2 separate regions of the Triticum aestivum genome follow, and region 1 is linked to region 2. Evidence: chromatin contacts called from public Hi-C data. All regions are on one chromosome and are shown on one strand. Each heading gives the region's core, a stretch centred on a gene start, on an enhancer-like site or on the middle of the called end of the contact. The rest is flanking DNA. Distances are from core to core; before and after follow the strand shown.

Region 1 (6,996 bases), core at 3,006-5,505, 490 kb before region 2:
CTGCAAGCACATCCACACCCCCTCCTCCCTAAGGAGCTGCAAAAAGAGAACCACCATGCCCATGTGCATATATAAGTAATTGTAATTTTCTTTTGAAGATAATGTTACATACACAATAAATTGCTCCCTTCCTATGCATATCCTCATCTTAGATAGGATCGTATCTTTTAGTAGCGCATAACACAAGATAACAAACCAAGGTAAACAAAGTGCCTTCTCAAAAATTTGAGATTAAAGAATAACTGAATTTAGATATCCTATTGTGGATAATAAAAGATTTGACAAAAATACCAAAAGGCTTGCCGGTCCTTCAATGTTTTTAGTTTTTTAATAGACTTCAAATATACATATAGAAACAAATATTTGACTGGATGCTACTGTAATAATGATCCGATGATGAGATGGTAAAAGCTCCAGGTTAAGAAAATCAAGAAATTGCTTCATCTTAATTACTTTCATTAGACTTGACTGCAAAGTGTACATGCTAGAGCAAATTTTCTTGATAATCCTTGTATAGCAATAGTGGCTTAGCACACCACAAAACTGTTATTTTAGAGAGTAATTACTCATGTCGACAACCTATCTGTGAGCTAATATGAGAACAAAGAACATGGGATAGCTACTAATACTCCTGATCACCAAGATCTGCCCTTGCAAAACACATTAGGCTGCACACGCACACACAAAATAGTGTTAGAATGTGAGAAAATGATCAAAAGAAAAACGACACATAACCAAGATGACACTAATTCAAGCTAACCATCATACTTCGACGAAAATCATACAGGTGTGAATAGTAATCTGACATTGAAAAAATTCATACCAATTAAGCAGGTAAAGAATATGGGAAACCAAACATAATATTTACTTGTGTTTTCCATAAAAATGGCTAAAAAATCATAGCAATTAGGCATACCAATTAACAATGAGGGATACACTAATGAGGGAACTCCAAAAATGGATAAATCACCTCACATAATCTTTACTTGTGTTTTCTATAAAAAAACAATCTGTACTTATTAGTTAAAGGCCTTCACTATACAGTCCATTTCTTGTTGAGCTCATAACCCTTCCGATCTACACTGATGATAGCAGAAATATTCTAAATTAGCAAAAAAATCAAAGCTAATAACTTTTTTGTCTAGAAGGACAGAAAGGATTGATAGCACAAATATTTTAAACCGACAAATTCAACTCCTTATATAATGCACAGACCTGAGCTAGAGTCAAAATAAATATATACATAAAAGGGTTACTATCATCTACACTGTACAGAGGCAGAACTAATTAAGGATACATATATTGGCCCCTAACATTAAAAAAATCAAGGAATGTACATCAAGGATATTCTGATTTACATGGAATATTATAAAACACAGAAGTAATAAAAAATTATAGCAAGAACACAATCTGCAATTACGCATCAAGATGGTATAGCTTGCAATAAACTCCCAAATGCCTGGTCTATGGAAAAAGATTAAACGCCACCAGGTTTACATCTTCAAGTTAGATGAACTAATGATCAGGGAGAAATGGCATGCATTCAAAATAAATAAATTTGATTTCCACCATTGTCTCGATAGAATTTGAGCAAATCAGAGCATAAGAATTTTAAAAGTAAGATGAACTGATCAATCAACGGAACAAGACATACCTTGTTTATCGGTGGCGTCATGGACCCAAAAGCTTGTATGCCCGTCGCCCGAGTAGCGGAGAAAAGCTACCTCCGTGTGAGTGAATCCATCACGCGTCGAGACACCACGCCGTCATGCAAAGAAGACGACTGCAGGAGCCTGCAATATACAGGATTCATGATGTTATACTTGTGATAATGAAATATTAAAAAACAGAAATGCCCAATAATAACCAGGCACATGAATCAGTTCAGCAGTTGGCACACTTATGCAACAAAATTATAAGGTCTGTCCAAAGCAAGAGGGGTGGCACGGGATGTTGCAGAGACATGCCAGGCCTGTGGAAACCATGACCACGGGGACGATCTGGGGAGGGCATACCTGGGATGTGGCTGACCGAAAGGACGTTGGCCAGAATAGGACCCCCCCCCCCCCCTTGTCAATCCATTCTCAGTAACCAGTATACGAACAACACACCTGCAAAAAACATATGCTGAGCAAACGAACTTGGAATTAGTGCAGGCTTAGAAAGAACATGCCAACAATTAAACGACAGGTCTTCTTTTGATCCTTAACACGGCCATAAACAGTGAAAGCCACATGGCATGTTATTTTAAACTGAACTAAGCATCCGACAATTCGTCAACAAATAACTGACGCATCTCTTCTAGTATGAGACGAACATTTGAAACAGAAGAAAGCTAAAAAAATCGACTGGTATTGAAAATGGTTGTACACCTGATTCTCAATCCATTTCTGCAAGATGCCCCATCAGCTACTTGGAAACACATTTTGCATAGAATACTTAATAGGTGGTAGACAAAGGCTGCCAGTTACCAGTTTTTTTTCCCACCCCACCTTAAAAAACGTCTATTACAGTTTCTCAAGCAACACTCTCAAGTTTTTCTTCACAAAAGGAAAAAGCAAATAAGCTTCAAGGGCAAACAGAGTGCCTGACAGTTTATCTCTTGAATCAGAAGAACTGAACCAATTTACCTGATATAGCTAGGACACATTGACTCGGCCCCAGACCCTTCGAGCTACACGACGCAACAGTGATGTATCTTTGCCCTCGACATGATAAAATTATATGACTAAAACAGCTACACAGACAAGGAGTTTACACTTGCCAGATCTACCACTATTGTCAGATTAATGAACGAATCACTATGCCCTGATACTACAGAAAATTGGTTTGTCATAGAACAATTCACACTGCAATATCACCCGTGAAGTAGTACAACAATAATTCTCAAAATAAAGATACTTGTTTCTAAAAAGGAGATGAAAATTATACCTGCAAAGTGCCCCTGGTAAACCTCAAAGATAAAGAATCGGTAACCAATTAGCCTTGCGATCTTATGATCTGCAATCTCTTCTGAAGCTGCAGACATGACCGTGTGAACCATCTAAAAGCAAAGGAGCAGATGAAGATCATGTTAATACATTTATCCAACATATAATCAAACATCCCTCCTCCCTGGAACCTAGCTCGACCACTAATTCCAATCAAGACAGCACATAAAAAAACATTGTTGAAATCCAGCTAGACCACCGATCCAAATAATCAAAAGAAGAATGATACAGAAGTCCTTTTCCTTGCAACCTATACACACCACTGATTCCAAACAAGTCTGCACCATAATTCCCCATCTTTAGAATCTAGCTACACCACTCATCCAAAAAATCACCATATTTGGAACCTAGCTGAACGTGAGAACGTACCGCACAACAAGAACGTAGCTAGACCACCAATCCAATGCCTAGTACTGCCCCCTCTCATCAGACGGGAAGAAAGAAGGGTCACCAAAAAGGGGAGGACGAAATGAGGAGAAGAATCTCACCTGTGGCCGGTGTGGTCGCTGGAAGTAGAGGCGAAGAAAAAGCCTGGTGCAGCGCGTGGATGCGGGCCGGCCTGATGACAGTGGTGGTGGCGCCCTCCTCGTCGATCTACTGCAGGAGCACCATATCGAGCCAATGGAGCGAGCTGTTGGTGTCGCCCAGAGCGCAACCAATCGAGACGGCGCGCTCCGCCTGGCTCCTCCCCTCGACGGCACCTGGCTCCTCCCGTCCACTGGAGCGCGATATGGCGCGCTAGCTTGACGGGGTTGTGGCCGCGTGCCTTCCGGATGCCGCAGCGCCGTTCCCCTTCTCCCTTGGTCGTCGTCATCGCCTGCTGCCCTGCTCGGCTTCTCCCTTGGTCGTCGTCGTCGCCTGCTGCCCTGCTCGGCCAGTCGGCAGATCCCCTCACGCCACCACCGAAACGGAATCGGGGAGACCGGAGACGTGCTCCTCCGCCTCCGCCTCGCACCCCATCGAGTCACGGCCGCTTGCCTGCTTCGAGCCTTCACTTCACCTGCTCTCGCCCACTCACTGCATGACGTCCCTGGGGACGAGCTCACGGACGGGGAGGGCAGGCGCCCACTCGCCGTCGCATCGCAGGGCGGCATGGTCGGATTGGATCCGGCGCATCGCCTCGAGGGCCGTGCGGGCGCGGTGTGAGGGGAGGAGGACTGGCGACGACGGCGGCGGCACAGAGGAGAGGAGGGGGTAGGGTTACGGGAGGGGAGCCGCGAGGCGAGGAAGGAGCGGGGCTACACGCGGGCAGGAGGCGGCGGCTAGGTTTTGGCTCGCTGCATTTATACGCCACCAGGTGAAATGACGGAAGTACCCCCGGCGGGCCACCATATTTACAGGCGGTGGCATGGCGACTCCGAGCGGACGGCCAGGGTCGCTGCGGGCTCGATTGACGGTTAGAATCTGTCCACCCGGAGATCCGACGGCTAGGACACGCTCGGGAAGACGATCGGACGGCTGCGAGGGTACATGGCCTGAGATTGCGTCATTTTTGCTCAGACTCTAACAATGGGATGACTAATAGCAGAGCCGGTTGCCAGCTCTATGCTAGTGCCACATCTACCGTAGCCTTCCTACAAAAATAGTCATATAAGGCTGGCCATAGTGGGGTAACATAACTAGTATCATGTACTTGAGACTCGCAAACATGCTTATGTGACAGGCAATTAAAGAAGAGAGAGGGTAGTAGTAACATAGGTAGATACCGTATCATAATAAATGTTATGCTACTATGTGTCATGCATGGCAATAAATGAGACCATCTATAATACTACTTTATAATACTATGCACTATGGATATAGTATCATACACTAGTATCATATGCATGATACTAGTATATATTACTCTTCACTATGACCAGCCTAATAAGCTGACAAGAGCTATAATAATCAATGCTTGCATGCAGAGATAGGCAAAGAAAACGCATGGTGATTGGCCGGTAGCAATAAGCGTCGGCCTTAAGTCTTGCCACGGGCTTCATGCTGGCTCAATTTTATTGTAGATTGTGTTGTAGCCCCGCGATACATGGAACGCCGACTTCCTTCTCTCTTTGGCTTTCTCTCCCATTCAACTAGGATTTTACAGACGTGGAGTATTTTATAGCCTGCTAAGTAAGATCTATTATACTTTCTCTTAGGAACGGAGGAAGTAAATCTTAGTGGGCTGTTAGCTATTGCCCCTCAAATCATGTTGGGACGCTCCCCGGATGAGAAGAACAATGATCGGATTAACCTCCCCCGGATGCAGTTGTTTAACGACTGGATCGCGGAGCTTGGTCTCCATGAATTAGAGCGGACGGGCGCCCGGTTCACTTGGACAAACCGCCAAGTTAACCCGACGCGCTCCGTATTGGATCGCGTCCTAGTCTCCCCGGAATGGAAATTACGCTGCCCCCAGGCGTCGCTTCGGACGATTACCCGAATTGGGTCTGACCACGTTCCTCTCCTCCTCTCCACCGCGGACGAGCGTCCCCCCACCCCACCGCGGTTTCGGTTTGAGCTCTTCTGGCTTAACCAGGCGGGCTTTCGAGACGCGGTCATTGCCAGATGGATCTCTGCTCGTGCTTCCCCTCATCGCGTCATGTCCGCTGTCGACTCGTGGCACTTCTGTGCCAAGCTCGCCCGCCAATTCATGAAGGGCTAGGGTGCTAACCTTGGCCAGGACCTCCGCGAGTGCAAAAGGGCTCTCCTGCTGGCTATTCAAGCTTGGACGCCCGTGCCGACACCTCCAGAATCTCCCCGGATGAGTGGATGCTGAGATATGATCTCGAGGATCAACTCTCAACCATCTACACAGATGAGGAAGCCTACTGGAGGTTGCGCAGCACTCAAAGATGGGTGCTTCGTGGCGATGCGAACACCGCATATTTCCAGGCGGTCGCGAACGGCCGGCGTCGTCGGAACTCCATACACTGCCTGTGGAATGGAGACACGCCTCTCGTTCGCCCCTCGACCATCCGCGCTCATGTTGACGGTTTCTACAAGGCGCTTTTTACCCCCCACCCCTCGGGGTGGGGCTAGTCTCGCCCCCGATATCTGGATGGGGTGTTGGTATTCCACGAAGTCCTCCACGAAGTCCGGGTGAAACACCATCGAGCGGTCTTCTTGAAACTTGTGACGCCCGGGTAATTAAGCTACAGTAATCCCCGCTAATGATGCCACGTCACCTCGGTTACTGTGGATAAACTCGCGTTAGTTCGGAACCTAGTTCGAATTTCAAATTCAAAATCGAGCAAACAATAAAAGTTTTCAAATATTAAAATTTAAATGTCCTGAGTGAACCAAATAATACATAGGTAATTATGGTGGAGAAACCAAACTTTGATAAAATGCTTAAAGGCCCTAAAACAATTAAAACAATAGTGAAAACAATTAAACAAATGCCTATTGAATTTATAAAATGCTAACACTATTTTATTATGGGTTAAGAATTAATCTTGTAGTAGTTTATTGGTAAATACAAATTAGGCACTAGTGGTAATTTTATAAAACTGGAAATAAAAGAAACTACAAATAAAAAGAGACAAGAAAATATATAAAAAAGGAAAATAGAAAACAGGGCACCCCCCCGCTGGGCCAAGTGGCCCAGCTGGCCTCAGCCTCCCGAACGGGCTGGCCCGCCCCACGGCCCAGCCGGCCGCCCCCTGGCCTATAGGCCACCCACACCCTAGAAACCCTAACCCCCACTCCCACTCGCCCCACTCCTCTCTCCCCCTCCCCACGACCGCACGCCCCTCTTCCCTTCCCCGATCCAGATCGGGATCGGGGGGACGAACCTCCCCACGGCGCTCGGACCCGGTCGCCTCGTCCTCGCCACCCAGCGGCGCCGAGCACCGCCACCCCTCCCCCTCGCCTTCTCCTCGACGGACCCCCGCCCGACGCCGTCACCCGTCGCCTCCATCTCGCCCTCGTCCGTCGCCACGCCCCCCACGCCGCCTGGAACGCCGCTTCGCCGACCGCCTCCTCATCTCCTCCCCGCCGCCCGACGTGCTCGACGCCGGCCCCG
Region 2 (6,884 bases), core at 4,292-6,791:
CATGCTCCGCCTCGGGCCCACATTGTGCGTCACCAAATTCAGGAACTGCCATCCCCCTTAATGACACGCCCGCTCTTATTCTACCACGACTGAAGCACCTCAAGCTCATCGTCGTCTGCCTCCCAAATGGTGACATGGAGTGCCTGCTCCGTGGCTGTACTGCACTCGAGTACCTTCGTCTTCAGGTGATCAATGGGCTAAGTAGCTTCCACATAACCTCCATGACTCTCCGGACTATTTATGTGTATTGCTAGTGCAGCAAGAAGACATCACAAGATCTGTACCATGGTATAGTCATTCAGGACACACCTTCACTTGAGATTACTTGTAGTTGATCAAGAAGGTCCAACAAGAATCAATGTCATTTCTGCGCCGAAATTGGCAGTGGTGGGCTACTCGTCTGACAAATACTCTGAACTTGTTATTGGATCCACACCCGTTCAGGTATACAACAGCCGCCTTTTACCTCACCTTCTAGAAATTAATATTATTTCTAATTTTGAAGATGTATGTTCGTCTGTCATCCAGAAAATGATTCCAACAAGCTTCACCCCAAAATTATGCACAGTGAAGGTCTTGGCACTAGAATCTATCGGCCCCAACCTAGAGCAAGTTGTCAGTTTCCTGAGATGCTTTCCATGCCTGGAGAAGCTATATATCGAGGTGATGTTCCTTTCCTGTTAAATGTTAACCATAAGGGAGTTCAATTTCTGACACATTTTTCCAAGTTTACAGTGACATTTTTCTAGAATGTAATCAAATGCCCATGTTAATCATGTCGGATCGAAGATGGCATGTTAGTGCATTTTACAAATCCTGCAAACCAAACAGGCATGTAGTAGTGTTCAAAACTACATGTAGGCACTAACATGTTTTCTTCTTTTGCGGATAAGATTAGGCCGGTGGTGGATAATGTGATAAAATATAACAATCACGTCGAATGCCTAGATCTGCATCTCTCAGAAATTACTTTGAACTCCTACCGAGAGACCTTACCGGAGATTATATTCGTTAGGTTCTTTGTTGTCAGAGCAAGGGTGCTGAAGGTAATGAGGTTTGCCCTACATTTATTTCGCAAAAATGAATGGTCTGTTGATCAGCGTCAGCGGCTGTGGCAAAATGGAATAGGCTCCAAAAATTCTGAATTTCATTTTGGAACTTCAGATGACAGAGTAACCGGAAGTCATCGTGTCAACCCCATACATGACTTCTTAGTGGCTGACCCCTTTGTGAAAATTATGAGGTTTCGAAACCAGACTTAAAAGTGGTAATATTAGTTTGAACCTCTCTGATATCCATGTTCAGCGGATCAGCGTGAGCGTTTGCAGCTGATGAGCTGAATTTCATTTCTAATATCATTTTGAACCTTGTAATCTTTGAATTTGAGCCATATAACTCTGGAATTTGGACCTTGTAATATTTTGAGCTTTTGTGGTACAATGTTGAAATGGCATCGTATGAGACTCGTATATTGTAGCACTATTTTGACCTTAATATGCAATGGACTTAGATTTTTATTAACCATTCTGGAATCTATTTACCTTGTCGATCTCATAGCACACGATATGTATAGCGAAATCGACTGCGATCTTCAACATTATTGCACATAGTTGGTTTCTTCAACCATGTGCCCTGTAGAGCGCAGAATTAATTATCGCACTCGAGTGTCCATCATCACCCTTCTGTGTAGCTTTGACCTCATCACCCAGGGGTAAAATTATGACCGAAGTCATTCCACACACTTCGTTTTTACAAAGCTTTTTGCCAATAAACGCCCACAATTTTCCCCTCTTCTAGCCGACGCGTGGCCAAACTAGCCGGGTGGGAAGCTTGCGCGGTAAACTGCGCGATAGCGCAGGAACAGGCTCAACGACGATACATTTGGCACCTCTTCGAGCCCACGTGTGGTCCAACAAAACGCGTGCGGTGCCGTGTTGTCAGGCGTGCACTGGAATCCTCCGCTATGAATGTCGTGACAAGACGTGACGATTATAGGCCGACCCCCATTTATTACAACGACCATTTAACCCTTGTATCTCTTCAACATTCAACCATTTGATCGTGCCCCACCATTGCAAGAAGCACACCCACCATGACAAATTCTTAGAGGGGTATCCTGTGCGGCTCCAATGGCGCTCCGAGCGGCTGCTGTCGACGAGCAGCAGTTCACCATGCATGCCGTGGTGGACACCCACAGAAGGTTCACGGAGCTCTCGGTGGTGTACACCAACAACCCGGTCTGGGTGGAGCACTCCATCCACATCATGGAGTTGTTGCTTGCCGAGGAGAAGTACAAGGTGGTCGGGTTCGACCTCGAGTACACCCACGCTCGTGTCGGGTCTCGTCCCAAGGTCGTCGTTGCCTAGATGTGTGTGCGCAACCATGTCCTCATCTACCACTACTGCCTGGCCACAAGGCCTTGCGAGCGTTTCGCCAAGTTTGTCAACAACCCCCACTACGTGTTCACTACGGTGGACATCACCAATGATGTAAACGTGCTCAAGAATTCGGGCATCGCCTGCCAAAATCTTGTCGACATCCAGGGCCAATACAAGATCTGGGGCAGCAAGGAGCATGAGAAATACTCACTGGTTCACCTTGCCGAGGCCATCATCGACCCCTACTACAGAGACATGAAGGATTCCTGTAACAAGGACAAGCGTGCATGGCACTCGGCCTGGATGGAGAAACTCGACAAAGCTCACATCGTGTACGCAGCCAAGGAGGTGTACACGAGCTACGCCATGTACAAGCGGATCGTTGACATGAGGAAGTGCCTCCTTCCCCAAAATGGCCAGGGATCCAGCTGGGAGCAGAGCAATGGCAAGCGTCATCGCAACAATAAGTAGATGATTAGATGCTCGTTTCTCCTAGTTTAGTATGCATGTAATTGCTTACTTTGGTGTGTGGAAATATTATGTGTGTAGTCACGTGTGTAATTGTATGCTTAATTTGGTTTTGTAATGTTGTCTTTTTAAGTATATATGTTGAGGCTCTGTAGACAGAGCAAATCACATCGCACGTGGACTAAACAATGGAACCCGTCGGTGATGATTTCATCAATCACTAACAATTGTATACCAGCAATCGTTTGCTCACAACACACACGGCTTGTTAACAGGAATCGTCTGTGTTGTGGTCGGTCTTCCCACATGTTTCTGATTACAGACCTGTTTGTCGCGTATCACGCACATCTTGTTAACTTGAACCGTTTCTGTTCTCTTGGCTCAACGCAAACAGTTCATCCGAGTGAACTGTATGCCGTAGATCGCACATGCCTTCATCTGGCTGCCCGTTTCTGTTGTTCCGCCTCATCACAAACAGTTTATCCGAGTGAATTGTATGCCGTATATCGCACACGCCTTCATCTGGATGCCCGTTTCTTTTGTTCTGCCTCATCACAAACAGTTCATTGAACTGAACTGTATGCCCCGCATCGCACACGCAACTAAAATCTGAACCATGTTTAATGTATCCGCCATCGCAAATGTTTTGCATCTTTTTTGACGGTTATTTTGCATCACCGTCTGCGATTAATGCATCAAACACAGTTTCGTCAAAGGGTCTCTGATCGTAGTGTCGCATTAGTAGCATCCTGAAGTAGTGTTGATACCTGAAAATCCTAACGTGGTGGGGGTGGGAGGGTATAGGCCAATCAACTTAGTGCATACCTTTCCAAGGCTTGTCTCTAAACTACCATTAGTTAGGCTTAGGCCCCGGATGGTGATTTGTTAGTGCAAACTCATCAACTTTTATTAAGGGGTGAAATCTTCATGAGAACTTCACTCTGGTTTGGCAATTTGCACAAGATTCATCAGAGGAAAAGCTAAACATGTGATTCTCAAACTAGACATCTCCCGTGCATTTGAATTCCTTTCTTTGTTTTCCTCTTTGAGATTCTCCATGAAAAATGTTTCTCTGGAAGATGGGTGAAGTGGATTGCAATTTTGTCTCCTTGGCAAGCACTCTGAGTGGTTGCAGTGGCATTGGGGGAAACAATGTTGTGCAAGTCACTATATTTAGGCAGGGTGATCACATCTCACCACAGATCTTTGCCATTGCGATGCATGCATTGATCTCGCTCATGCAAGGATGTTCACTTTTGAACTGTTTATATATCTATGCCAACGAGATTATCTTGTTCATCAGGCCATCTCGAATTGACCATAACTTTGCAAGAAAGGTGATGAATATCATCTGAATGGCCTTTGGTCTGCAAATCAATTATGTAAAATCCTTGGTTATTCTTATCTGTGTAGAAGACTGAGGCAGAGAGTTAGTGGTTGCTTCTCTACCTTGTATATTGACTAGTTTTAAATAAAAATATCTTGTTTTGTAACTTTCTATGGGATGTCAGCCAAGTCTAAATGGCAGCCCGCTCTTGATAAAATTATGAAACTTTTTCCATCATGGCAAAAAGGATGATCTAACTCGGAGGGCATTTGACCCTAGTTAACATTGTGATCTATGCTAAACCCACACACCATATATTAGTTGTCAAGATGGTTGCCGAATCATGCGATCGATCAGAGGAAATAAGGTCCTATGCGGGCGCTTAGGACAGGCGCTAGGATTATTTTCCCTGCCAATTAGCAGTTAATCGGTTGAATCCTGGTGTTGCGCAAGGCGTCGATGCAAGGTGTTGCGTTGAGCGCTTGCTCCTTTTTCTGCCTGCGGGAAGCACTCGACTATTTAATTTACTCAACAGAATAAGCGTCCACCGTTGCATGCGAGGGCCCTTAGGTGCTTTTTCTATTTTACTATCTTTATGTTTTTTTGCTGGTAAGCGCCTGTATAAGCGGTTGGCATTGTAGATGCCCTAATGTGTTGTTGGGAAACATAGTAGAAAACACACAAAAAATCCGTGCCTACGGACACCCAAGATCAATATGAAGGTGCATAACAGGTTGGGATCACGAACGTTACCGTCACCGAGTTGAAGAGGAAGATGAACGTGTCGGTGTAGATCGTATTTGGAGTCCCTCGAACCGTCTATGAACGTTTCCCCAAACTGTCCACGAATAGTCCCTCGAACCGAATACCGAAAGCATGGCTTCTCTACTTGGTTGCAAGCATGCCAGCATTTGCGTCGTTGCGGTGCTTGCGGGGCGGGTCACCGCCGCGGCCGTCGAGCCCCCCTCTCGCCTCAGGTGACTAAATTCGCTCGAAAACGACACCGAAAGTCGCTCGATTTGTCGCCAAAGTGCAAGCAACGCGACGAAGGTTAATGGAGGAAAGAGGGATGGGAAGCCAAAATCGTCCCGGAGCCGGCATATATACCAGAATCGCAAGCGGTTTACGGCCTCCCGTAACGATTTTACGAGCCGGGCCGTTTTTACCGGACCTAGTGTTGCCGGATGTTTTGACCGTCCCGTAGAGCCGTCAGAAAAATGCGACCCAAGGACGTTATACAGGATGTGCTAGAGATGCTCTCATATTTCTTCTTCTTTTTTTGAGGGAATGCTCTCTCTCTTCTTTTTTTTTTTTTTGAGGGAGTACATAGCAAAACGAAAGGAAGAACGCGGTCGAAGAAAAGGGGCATGTGTACACAATTAAACCACCGGGGGACAAATAGGAAAATGGTATCGACTTCGTTTTGCCTCCTCACTGTTTTGAAGCACAGGAAGTCACCGATCGCCACTTCGCCAGTGACATGAATCTTGCGAAGTAAACCACCCACGTTCCCCCCTCGTCCCACAACCGACGCGCACACGATGTCCTCGCCTGAGGCAGAGACCTCGCCGCCGTCCACCGTGTCCTGCGCAACGCCTCGGCCGCTGGCAACCGCGCCATCCCTGAGGCCCGCACTCCTCCGCGCGGCGCGAAGCGGCGACGAGCGGCGGCTCGTGAAGGAGCTCCTCGCGGACCCGTCCGCGCCCGACCTCGAGACCGCTACCACCGCAGGAGGCAACACGCTCCTGCACGTGGCCGCTTCCGGCGGGCACGCGGCACTCGCGGCGCTCCTCCTCCGCCGCGCCTCTGGCCTCCTCGCCGCCTGCAACGCCGCTCTGGACACGCCGCTCCACCTCGCTGCTCGCGCCGGGGCCCACAAGGTCGCCGCCCTCCTCATTGCTTCCTCCCCCTCCACCTCGTCCTTGCGCGCCCTCACCCGCGCCACCAACAAGCGCGGCGAGACGGCGCTTCACGACGCGGTGCGGGGCGGGCACGAGGCCGCGGCGCGTGCGCTGGCCGCCGCGGACCCGGGGCTCGCGGGGCTGTGCGGTGGCGCGGGGGAGACACCGATTTACATGGCAACGGCCGCAGGATCACTTGGGATGGTGCGCGCTCTTGTGAAGTCGTATAAGAACGACGACGCCGACGAAGATGAGGCGCCAAAATTGTGTTCGTGCACGGGCCCGGGAAGGCGCACGGCGCTGCACGCCGCTGTCCTCACGAGTAACGGTGAGTGCCTGATGAGACATCGCCTTGTATTTAGTTGGTTATTGCCTTATTGGCAACTCTGCAAGATGCTTGTCTGAAGTATTTTCTTCACCTGTAATTGACTGGAATAATCTTTAATTGGACTATAGCTCAGTTGAGATTAGAAATTACTTCTAAATCAAGCGGTAGGGTACTCTTTCTTGGTTCTCTTTAATATAACAATTTGCTTTCAGGTGATTCTGTTTTGAATTTTAGTGTAGGTTAGGTTCTGCTCTGTTTGATTCTGCTTTACATTTCAGTAGAGAAAAAAAGAAGTTATAGGCTAGGTTCACACTTGTACTCAACTAGTAAATTCGAACAGTACCAACTAGCAATGTTGGGTTCGGGGTATCTGGGTCGCATTGAGCAAGCTGTCAAGAGTAAGGCCAACTCCACCGCACGACCCCAAATTGTCCGGGTCTGTCCGTTTGAGGTAAAACGGACAGATCAGACGTCCCAACGCG

Evidence for each region. A called contact is a pair of places that touch in the nucleus more often than the background predicts.
Region 1: a contact with region 2 is called in a Hi-C map of leaf, with 3 times the contacts expected there. The contact joins the promoter of LOC123044648 here to the promoter of LOC123044647 in region 2. A contact is called at or near these places in 2 of 5 Hi-C or Micro-C datasets (both in leaf).

Annotation. Positions count from the first base shown.
Region 1 is chr2B:257,105,798-257,112,793 of IWGSC CS RefSeq v2.1, reverse strand. It overlaps LOC123044648, which reads right to left and starts at 4,255. Exons shown (of 5, transcript XR_006420219.1): 1 at 3,479-4,255; 2 at 2,932-3,043; 3 at 2,016-2,111; 4 at 1,655-1,793; 5 at 1-36.
Region 2 is chr2B:256,615,740-256,622,623 of IWGSC CS RefSeq v2.1, reverse strand. It overlaps LOC123044647 (protein ACCELERATED CELL DEATH 6), which reads left to right and starts at 5,541. Exons shown (of 3, transcript XM_044467449.1): 1 at 5,541-6,402. The coding sequence starts at 5,715.